Regions from separate parts of the Sus scrofa genome. Here all the other regions are linked to region 1. Evidence: chromatin contacts called from public Hi-C and promoter capture Hi-C data. All regions are on one chromosome and are shown on one strand. The core of a region is the stretch at or near the end of the contact, and the rest is flanking DNA. Distances in the headings are between cores, read along the strand shown. Region 1 holds the start of PDGFRA (platelet-derived growth factor receptor alpha). Region 2 overlaps SCFD2 (sec1 family domain-containing protein 2). Region 3 holds the start of FIP1L1 (pre-mRNA 3'-end-processing factor FIP1).

What was found. Promoter capture Hi-C pulls out the DNA fragments that hold promoters and counts their contacts. Hi-C and Micro-C count contacts between places; a contact is called where the count stands out from the background.
Region 2: a contact with region 1 is called in a Hi-C map of embryonic fibroblasts, with 3 times the contacts expected there. The contact joins the enhancer-like site here to the promoter of PDGFRA in region 1. A contact is called at or near these places in 6 of 47 Hi-C or Micro-C datasets (embryonic fibroblasts, epiblast stem cells, fetal skeletal muscle and 2 more) and 1 of 2 datasets of contacts at active chromatin or transcription factors (skeletal muscle).
Region 3: a contact with region 1 is called in a promoter capture Hi-C map of fetal skeletal muscle, with 4 times the contacts expected there. The contact joins the promoter of FIP1L1 here to the promoter of PDGFRA in region 1. A contact is called at or near these places in 4 of 5 promoter capture datasets (fetal liver, fetal skeletal muscle, liver and 1 more) and 7 of 47 Hi-C or Micro-C datasets (adipocytes, embryonic fibroblasts, fibroblasts and 3 more).

The regions. Positions count from the first base shown.
Region 1 is chr8:40,964,696-40,968,122 of Sscrofa11.1, reverse strand. PDGFRA (platelet-derived growth factor receptor alpha) reads right to left here and starts at 1,555. Exons shown (of 24, transcript NM_001315756.1): 1 at 1,442-1,555.
Region 2 is chr8:40,106,051-40,109,477 of Sscrofa11.1, reverse strand. All of the region lies in intron 2 of SCFD2 (sec1 family domain-containing protein 2), which reads left to right. Among named protein-coding and RNA genes, the nearest start is that of SCFD2, 38 kb to the left of the region's middle. Within about 2 kb of position 1,842, at least 5 of the 83 cell types and tissues checked have an H3K27ac peak or open chromatin away from gene starts, as enhancers often do. A contact at or near this core is called in embryonic fibroblasts, where this site is marked.
Region 3 is chr8:40,155,381-40,158,807 of Sscrofa11.1, reverse strand. FIP1L1 (pre-mRNA 3'-end-processing factor FIP1) reads right to left here and starts at 1,545. Exons shown (of 17, transcript XM_021101251.1): 1 at 1,169-1,545. The coding sequence starts at 1,253.

The DNA.
Region 1 (3,427 bases), core at 306-2,805:
AAGCCGATTTCCATGGGGATAGTCGGTGGAAGAAGGAGGGGCGCGATGAGACGGCTCTGAAGCGGGCAGAGAAGCCGGCACAGGGAGTGGAATAGATACAAGGGACCCTGAAGAGTGTGAAGCAGCGCAGGACGAGTGCGGGCAGCGATTGCCACGCGTCCCTGCGCGGAAAGTGCCACGCAAGGGGGGGGTGCAGGGCTCGGGTGCACCAGGAAAGTAACAAGGACAGTTCGCCTCCCACCTTCCTGTCTTACCTGGGAAACAAGTTTCTCCGTTCCGAGTTGTCCCTAACTTCCCCCACAAGAAGTTCTGCACTTTTTTTGGCGACCTTCCTTCTTTCCTTCCTGCGGCCAGGACTCGGCAGCAGCAGAGCCCTGGGCTGTGCAGGAACCGTTCCGCGGAGGAAGGGGGCGCGCAGAGATGGGTGGGGGTGGGGACCACTGCGCACAATGAGGGCCCCTTGGAGTGCAGTTCGAAATTCCTCAAACCCCAGTTGCTGGAATGCGAGGCGACGACGACTTCTTCACTCGGGGCCAAATGTGTTTGTCATTACTCCAGACCGCCTGCCTGCCTGCCGGCCCGCCCGCGCCGCCGTCGCCCCCGCGCTAGGGCGCACAACCCTAGCGCTCTGCGGGGCTGGCGCCCGTTCTCCCTCGCAGTTCACTGATCCTACCAAACCACTGGGGAGCTCCCCAAATCCGCGCCCCCTCTGCTTGTCTCGCAGTCGCCACGGTTGTGCTGAGTCTGGCCCAGGCTCACACCGGGCGCAGCGCCGTCCAGTAATTACGCGCTTTGGGTCGGCGCCATGTGCACCCGGCGGGCACCCAAGGTCCGGCCCTCTCCAGCCGAGCCCTTCACGCCTTCCTCCTCCTCAACCCCTTCCGCGCCTCACTCTGCGCTCTTTGCTCCCCACCTCCCTCGGTCCCCGAGCCGCTCTCCACACCACCGGCTGCAGCGTTGTCCCGCCAAACCGCGGGCGAGGAATGAAAATACTCATTAAAAACCTGTCGCCTTCCAGGACCCACTGCCAAGAAGAGGGCAAACACCTCTGCCCCTACTCCCAGCATTACTTGGTGCTCGTCCCAGTATACACGAATACCACCCCCAACCCCCAAAGAAACCTCAAAAATGTAAGCCTAAACAATTTCTTTGGAAGGCCAGAGAGTTGTTAGAAAAACAACTTTTGCTTTTAAAAATAGGTCTGGAAAATGTGTTTTGTTTTGTTTTGTTTTTAATCCCTAGACTTTCGAACTCTATGGTTATCTTCCCTCCAAGTGAAGTTTATTCAAAATAAATTACTCTCTGGACACACAATTGGAATTCGACTCCAATTTTTTTTTCCTCATCGCCCAAGGTTTGAGTGAAGTTATTCACTTCTAGCCCAAAGAGCCTGATCAGGGACTTCTCTTGGAAACAAAAAATTCTTTTTCTCCTCCCTTACCTTCTCCTCCTATGTCAATTCGCAATGAAAATCCTACACATGGAGCAAAAAGTATGTCCACGGCCTTCAGTTTTGTCCTGGAGTCCCCTTCTCTGTTTCTCTCCCTCTAGCTCCAACTGTAATGGGCTCAAAAGCCGCGTTTTGTAATTGATTCAATGTTATAGTCCATCCTTCTAAAACTAATCATTTGCTCTAAGTAAATAGCTGTCAGGAAATGAAGCCCCCCCCTCCCCTTGGCCTCTTCAAAATAAAAGTTTCTCTCGAACTCCGTGCGCTCAGAATCTTCCAGCCTCCAGATTGTGCCTTGGCTTTTCGCTTTTACTCAATCAGGGGGTCCAGCCCCAATCCCCAGACTTCGACAACAACTGGGGGGCGGGGAGAAGCAGACCAGATGGGGTGGGGTGGTGGAAGGGGGAGGTGTTGACGGTCTGCCGGGAAAGAGGTTCGTGAAAATACACACTGCCCATCATTTCCAGAATGAGTTTGCCTCCAGATTTGAGGGATATTTTCTTACGCTGCTATGTTGCTTTGTATTGCCTTCGAAAGGAAGAAAAAGTACACGTAAAATAGCAGTTAATGCTCAGAGAGAATATAAATCTGGAATCAAGAAGTGTCCCTTCTGGAGAAATTCCTAGCCCAACAATAAATGGGGCCATCAGGAGAGGTTTCCAAGCGGTTGTGTGATTTTGAACCTGGGGTCTTTCAGGGAAAGTGCCGTGCGGTTGCTAATCCTTTAATGGGATTAGGCAAACTGTTGAGTCTAATATGAAGATGATGGGTGTTTTGGGGGTTTGTGCGTGTGTGTGTGTGTGTGCGCGCGCGTGTGCGTGTGTGTGTTTAAACGGGTATGAAGGAGGGTACAAAGAGTCGAGGGTCTGCGTAGGTTTGGAACGTTCTCCGACAGAACGACCTTTACTCCCTCGGCGCACTTATCTTGTCATGTCTTTGTTTTCATGGTTATCTGGGCGAGGTTGTCCTGGCTTCTATCACGCACACAAAAAGGCTCAAGCTTGAGCGTTTGGAGAATCGTCTACAGCCAGCCTGCCACCTCTGCGTTCAAGGGGGGAGGGTGCAATTTGACTCCCCCAGCGCTCCCTCCTGCCTTGTGGGTAGGACGGTACCAATGCCCTAGGGTTGAGAGCAGAGCCCCAAATTATGGGGCGGGGAGCGAGGCAAGGGAAGGCACCGAGAGCGAGCGATCCTGCTCGCGAAGGAAAGGGGGCGCTGACGCTCCAGGAACCAGACCTGGATGGAGTGGGGCTTCCGAGCCGGGGCGGGGGGGAGGGGAACACACTCACCTTCCCCGCCTTCTCTAATTTTGAATTTTCTTGTTGGGTAAAGGGACTCATCCTTTATCTCTACTCCCCTGATCTCCCTCTTCCACCCACCCCCGCTTCTGAGAATGGCTAGGGCAGCCTGGTTCAGACTGGGACGTGAGACAGCCATCACCTCCCTCATCAGGAGGGTGAATAGCAGCCTTCGGGAATGGTCACAGAAAAGTACTGTAAGGGGTGCTGTGTTGAACTGGGACCGGTTCCTGGGGGGGTCAGGCTCGGGAAGACGGCATGAGGCTGGGCTTGGGGCCTCATACCCCCAGCCCTTCTGCTCAACCGCCTCTCGTGCATCTTCAGTCCGGGTGACTGCGCTGCTCACTATTACTTCCACATGTTCCTTCAGGAAATCATTGAAGGCGAATGTATGAACAGCCCCTTGTTCGGAATGCTAACAGGATACCGTAATGTTTGTAGATAACGAACGGGGGACTAAAGCCCCCCCCCCCAAATCCGATTGCGGAATAATATGGGAAAAGCGGCTGCCGACTTTAAGCTATTAATAAAGTCAGGCTGAGATCTAAGTTTTTATACCAAGTGCCCAAAAGGGTAGAAGGCGAGGCGAGCCTACCCAGGAAGGCCTGCTTTGCCGCTGCTAAACTGCCAGCCCGGTCACGCCGGGGTCTCCTGAACGCAGGGCCCCAGCGCTCCGCGC
Region 2 (3,427 bases), core at 593-3,092, 860 kb after region 1:
CCACCTTTTGCCCATCCACCCACATGTTGCTCTTGTCCCTTCCTCACCTCCACTCATATCTTTGCTTCCATAGATCGTACCTTTATTTCCTATAACAGCTCACAGTATATTAGCTCATAACTACTAGTTTAGTGTCTGTTCTTTCCAACTAGACTTTGGAGGCTGCTGAGGGAATGTTTGTGCCTGACTTGTTCATCCCTGTGCACTGTTACACCTCCTGTGCCTGGCACAGTCCAGGGCCCATGGGATGTTGATGGCCTGGGTACACTGCCACCAATGGGCCCCAGATGTTGACATTCTGAGAAAGTCAGAAAATTTCTGTCCTTGATGCCCTCTGACCACTTCCGTCCAGTTCATTAAAACAAATTCTATTTAACAGTACCTAATTTGAGTGAGTGACACCTGTTGTAAATAAAATAGGACACACAGGATTTGCAATGGGAAGTGTCACATTAGCTGGAGTGGTCAAGGAGGGAGGGAGGCCTTGAGCTGTCCCTACAACAGAACTGGCCTTTGGTAGGAGCTCAGTAAATATGTATCAAATGAATGAGACCTAGTCAGTGAGCATCTGAAGGAACAGGGCTCCAGGCAAAGGGAATCGCCAGTATAAAGGCCCTGAATTGGGAACATACTTTTATCCATTCAAGGGGCTCAAATCAGGGCACTGTTGCTCAGGCCTAATGAATGAAGCTGTGAAGGTGAGAGGTAAAGATGTAGATATAGGAATGCACAAACGTGTATAAGCTTGTTGGCCAAAAGAAGGTTTCAATGTAATAGTAGTGGAAGCATGGAAGGGTTTTGAGTAGGGCAATGATAGGATCTGATAGCTTTGGGAGGTCACTCTAGTCCAAGCCATCAGTTCTTGCTTACACTATGCAGTAGCCCCTCAACCATCCATTCTCTGCAACGAGGCCAGAGTGATCTTTAAATAATATGAATCTGATTAGGTCTGTCCATAGCTGAAGATTCTGTAGTTGCCCTTTGAAAAAATGTCTGCTATCGCTAAAGTGGGTTCCTGGCCTTGCATAATTTGATGTGAGCCGAGGGCAGTGTCAAACTAGATCTTTATGTCCATTCATACTTTTTTTCCATTTCTGGGAAAAGGTCTCAAGATCTCTTCTTAGAACCCCTGCCCATGATTCTGTCTCTCCTAGACCGCTCTTACTCTGTTCTTGAACTGGCTAATTCCTGCTCATTTTCAAGCCTTACTGTGGCATCCTCAGCTACCTCCTGACCTCTGCCCTCACACCCAGACCCAGTTTGGTAATTCTACTGTCCCCGAGCTTCCTTTCTCTGCTTTTGTCACCTCATCTCCAGGCACATGCCCATTCCTCGCTTCCCTGCTTGGTCACCAGCTCCATGAGGACGGATCATGGGAGGCTGCTCTTGTCTGTGGCTGCAGGGTCTCAGTGAATGCCCAGCCCACAGATTCAATAGAAGATTCAACAAAGCACTGCTTTCCAGCATCGCAGGCCTCCTTCACCATCCTTTTGTGTTTAGCTATTCCTCTTCTCCTGAGATGAAGGTTAACGGGTAATTTTGTTGAAGATGAGGTAATTGTTTTCAAAAGTAGTCAGGAGGAAAGATGACTCTTGAAACCTCTGTAAATAGTTTAATTAACAAACCTACCTTCATAGCTCATTAAGCTCATCACTGATGGAAGCCATTATTCCCCGCTGCGGAAAACCATGACTCAGAGTGTGCTCTGTTGAAAATGAGCTGACAGTGTTTATTTATTTATTTATTGTTGTCTTCGTTTTTCGGTTGGAATAGTGTGACTGTTATTGCAAATTGTGAGTCATCTTAGCTTCCCGGGCATTCCATGGAGAAACCATTTCTCTGAGTTGAGTCACAAGATAATGGTGTGCAGTCTCATTTTACCCTCAGTCTCTAAATTGCATGCCTGCCACTTGATTGAAGTAGCGCCATGATTCAACATTTAGCCACCTTTTAAAAATTAATGCTGTCTTTAAATGTTTCGTTTCGTGATGAGTATTTCCTGTTAGTTTCAAGCCGCCTGCACTTGATATTTATATATGCCAAACCAAGGCAGCTTCTAAGATGTCATTCAGAGCTGAGTAATTCTGGTGAATAAAGAGCCAGGAATTACCTAAAAGGACCATATCTTCCTGCAGAGAAATCTCCTGAGACTTAAAAAAGCAAATTCTAGTAGGCTATTATTGTGTGTATATTTCTGGCCTATTGTCTTCCTCAAACATGCTATTTTATCATAATAGTTTGATTTTTAAGGATACAGGATAATCAGTTTATCAAAAAAGGATGTAAATTTAGTATGTATGTGACATTTTTTGTAGTTACTGACAGTATAGAAATGAATTACATTTCATAGTCATAAAATGGATCTTTTCAAAGGACAAATATTCTGCTTTTTTATCTTTCAAGGAATCTATTGAAACAAATCAAATTGTGTTCTAATAGCTACAGTGAAATAAAGTTTATTTCATTAGAAAACGTCACTTTAAAGACAGTGAAAAGGGTAGAAAATTAATTTATTCTGTGAGCTGTTGAGCGTGTTCTTCATTAACTATCTTTATTACTATCCCTGGGCTTGTGAAAAAGAAAAAGGATTTTGGGCTCACAGATACAGAGAACAGACTTATGCCTGCCAAGGGAGGAGGGGAAGGAAGAGGGGAGGGAGGATTGGGAGTTTGGGATTTGCAGAGGCAAACTATTATATATAGGAAGGATAAACAGCAAGGTCCTACTGTATAGCACAGGGAACTAGGTTCCATATCCTGCGATAAACCATAAGGTCAAAAAATATGAATAAAAAGTATATGTATGTATAACTGAATCACCTTGCTGTACAGAATAAAACACATTTTAAATCAACTATACTGACATAAAATTTAAAAAGAAAGAAATAAAAACAAAGGAGTTCCTGCTATAGCGTAATGGGATCAGCAATCTCACAGGTTCCATCCCTGGTCCGGCACAGTGGGTTTAAGGATCCAGCATTGGTCACAACTGTGGCTGGGATCTGATCCCTGGCTGGGGAGCTTCCTATGCTGTGGGGAACTCCATATGCTGTGGGTTGTCCAAAAAGGATAAATAAATAAATAAATAAATAAGAATAAAAGTAGGGAGTTCCCCTCGTGGTGCAGCGGAAACAAATCTGCCTAGGAACCAGGAGCTTGCGGGTTCAGTCCCTGGCCTCGCTCAGTGGGTTAAGGATCTGGCAGTGCCATGAGGTGTGGTGTAAGTTGCAGACGCGGCTCAGATCTGGTGTTGCTGTGGCTGTGGCATAGGCTGGCAGCTGTACCTCTGATTAGACCCCCTAGCCTGGGAACCTCCATATGCCACAGTGCAGCCCTAAAAAAAAAAGCAAAAAAAAAAAAAAAAAAGGAATAAAAGTAAAAAAATAGAGTTTTAATAAAAGAAGTAACAACATGGGATAGTCACCTAT
Region 3 (3,427 bases), core at 296-2,795, 810 kb after region 1:
TCCAAAGTTAGATCACCTTATAATAACTTAACAAGATATGTCTTTTACGAAAAATAAAAAAATAAAAAAAAAAAATCAGACTTTACTTCTATAAAAGTAAGCTTAATTTAAAAGGTACTAAAGATTTCTAGATCTGTGTAAAAGAAACCCTCAACATTTACAATTCAGAGTATTACTAATGCTAAATTTTGCCACCAAAAAAAAGATGTCTTTTACAAGTTTATCAAAATCAAAGTTTGTTAATCACATCACCAGGAGCTGCACGGTGCCTAAACGTGGTCTTTTACTACACTATTCTCAAGAGAATCAATATGCATTTTAGGCAAGGAAAAAACATTAACTTTCAAAATTAGTATCAGTAACAAACAAGAAGGGACCGTAACTTGATGGAAGTTAAAAATCAGTGTCACACAAGTCCCTTTCAAAGGGGCCATAAAAGATGTAGTGAACTTATTTGTGAAAAAAATATGCATGAGATGACACTGAAAACTATAAGCCTAGGGACATGAGATACTTCAATGATGTGGGTTAAGAGTAGTCTCTTAAAAAAGAAAAATTTCACCTTAATACAGGAGACATTCAGAGTTTTCTTTATGGGCCATAATGTATTCCATCTCTTTCTCTCTCTCTTAATTATTATTTTAAAGCACGACTTTCAGACAAGGAGGTACCCTTGCAGGTGCATTCCATACAAACTGACCATCAAGAAACAAGACGTTAGTTTTACAGCATCAACTTTATTTAGCTATTATTACAGAATGACTGTTTCTGGCAACAGGAAGGGCATCCTACAGTCAAGGGGCAAGAGGAGCCGCACCAACACAGCTTAGAGGCGATATTAAAAAACAGACGAAGAGCGCGGAGGCGAGGCGTCCGAGAAGCCCGAGTGAGTAGGAGGGAGAGACCGCGGGCCAGGACCCGCGCCCCCGGACCAGCCCCGAGCGGCCGCCGCGGGGTGGGAGCGCGTAGGGGGTGTGGGCTGGGCGTCCAGAGGCCGAGGGGGGCGGGGGACGCGCACGCCGCACTCGGCCTGAGTCAGGCCGGACGAGGCTCTGTGCGAGAGGCCCCGGGCGGCGGCGTCAGGGGCCCGGGACGCCAGCCGTCGGCAGACCCGGAGGAGAGGCCTGAGAGAACCCGGGAGAGAGAGAAGGGACAGGAAGTTCCGTACCGCCATAGAGCCACTCTTCCTCCTCATCCCCTCCGGTCCCGCCGCTCAGCTCCGACACTAGGCGCTCAACCTCGCCGGCCGACATGGCCGCCCCGAGCACAACTTAAAGGCGGCTATCAGCAGCCCCCTCCAACCCCTTCCCAAGCCTCGCTGCCCGGGGGCTCGAGAGGGGAGCGAACCCGCCGGCGAGCGAACGAAGAAAGCGCGAGACTCAAATCCAGGAGAGACGGCCGTGGCGGCGGCGGCAGCGGCGGTAAAGAAGACGACTCCGGCGCCGCTCCGCCCGCGCCCGCGCACGCGCACCAGCACCCAAGCGGCGCGGCGTCTCTAGGTAGCTTTGCTTCCGCAGCGGCGGCGGCCACCTGAGCCTGGTTGCGCACGCGCATCGTAGTTGGCCCCGCCTCCCGTGGAATCTCGCTTTGGTTTTTTAGCGTGACTTCCTCTTGTAACGTCGTGCGTCGTCTAGAATTCCCCTCCCCCAGTCCTATCTCTGGTAAACCGTATTGCTTTTCCTGGAGAGTACTCCATTGTTACTTTCTGCCTTTGGTGTTTACTTTTTCTTCTCAGTCGGTTTTTTTTTGTTTGTTGTTGTTTTTTAATCTTACGAAAGGCCTTGTTTCTTTCTTTACATGTATCAAACCTGACACAGAATCATTACCTCTCAGTCCCTGTTTCTCATTAGAGAACAAACAGTAATTCAAGCCCACTTTCTTGAAAAATTAACAGCAAATAAAAGCCAAGTAAATGAATAACGCATTGTCCGTGGTAAAAAAATCAAACACTTCTTATCTGTTATTCTCCTTTACAGAGGTAGCCTTTGTTTTCCTGTTTCATGGGCAGTGTTATGAAATTTTATATATATATTTTCTTCACATGCATTGTTTTGCTGGAAAAACTTGAAGTTAACCCGTCTTAACGAATACAATATGCGTGTATCTTTGTGTGGATTGTTTTTTGTTTGGTTTTTTTACTCAGTTTCTTGGGGAATCCTTCCCATATGTGAGTGATTTTTATTTAGCAGTGTCTTGGAGAGCCTTTCCATGTTCATGTATATATGTATGAAATTATGTCCATTTTTAAGCCCTTCATAATATCCCATAACATAGCTATCACAAAATGAATACAGCTAGTTCCCTACTGATGTGCATTTAGAATGATTTCAACTTCCCACTTTCATGAAAAAAAAAAGAAAAAAAAAACTACAACAACAAGCCTTGTAAATGACTTGCTGTTTTGTACAACAGGGTTTTTTTTTATCATAAAGTATGTGAAGTTTTTATTTTACTAGATATTGCCAAGTTTTGGGGCTACTTTTGAAAACACATCTCTCAAGGAGAAGAAAATATGCTGTGTGAGAACTGTTGGTCTAGCTCTTACCTAAAACTATCTAGTAGCAAGACCTCAGGTAATCCACCCCTCTGTGCTTCAGATTTCTCATCTATAAGATAGGAAAGCTGAATTTAGATGATCTCTGAAGTCTTTCTGTTGTAAAGTTTTCAGACAGAACACTCACTTTTTAGAAAGAAATCCATTCGAGTTTTACGAATCAACCAATTGGTTTACTTGCTCTCTGGTCAATAAATACTGTTTATTTATTTAACAATTCTTGAGGGACTTCCTGTTGTGGCACATCAGAAATGAATCCAACTAGTATCCATGAGGATGCAGATTTGATCCCTGGCCTCACTCAGTGGGTTAAGGATCTGGCGTTGCTGTGAGCTGTGGTGTAGGCCAGCAGCTGCAGCTCTGATTCGACCCCTTGCCTGGGAACTTCCATATGTCAAGTGGTCATGGAAAGCCACTCTAATGAGGTGGTACAAGAGTAGAGACCTGAGTGAGAGAAATAAACCCTTTGGACTTCTGGAAGGAACTCTTATCAGATGGAGAGAATAGGAAATGCAAAAGCCCTGAAACAGAAGCATACTTGGTGTTTTCAAGGAACCCAAAATGTGGCTGGAGTGGAGTGAGGGAGGGAGAGGGTATATAGATGAGGTTGGAGTTATTTGGGGGGTGGGTACTGCAGAGCTCATCACTTCTTGCTGCACACTGTGTTGATTCCATGGCCTGTGTCTATGTCATCATATAGTAATTATTTGACAACATCTATTTTCCTAAGAGTCTTCACTAAGTCCTCCCTCGAAAGGGCATCTTTTTGTTTGTTGGTTTGTTTGTTTTGGGGGGGGAGGTTGGCTTCAGTGTGCAACAGTTGATATGGAATCTTAGTTCCCAGACCAGGGATTGAACCCAAGTTGTAGAGGT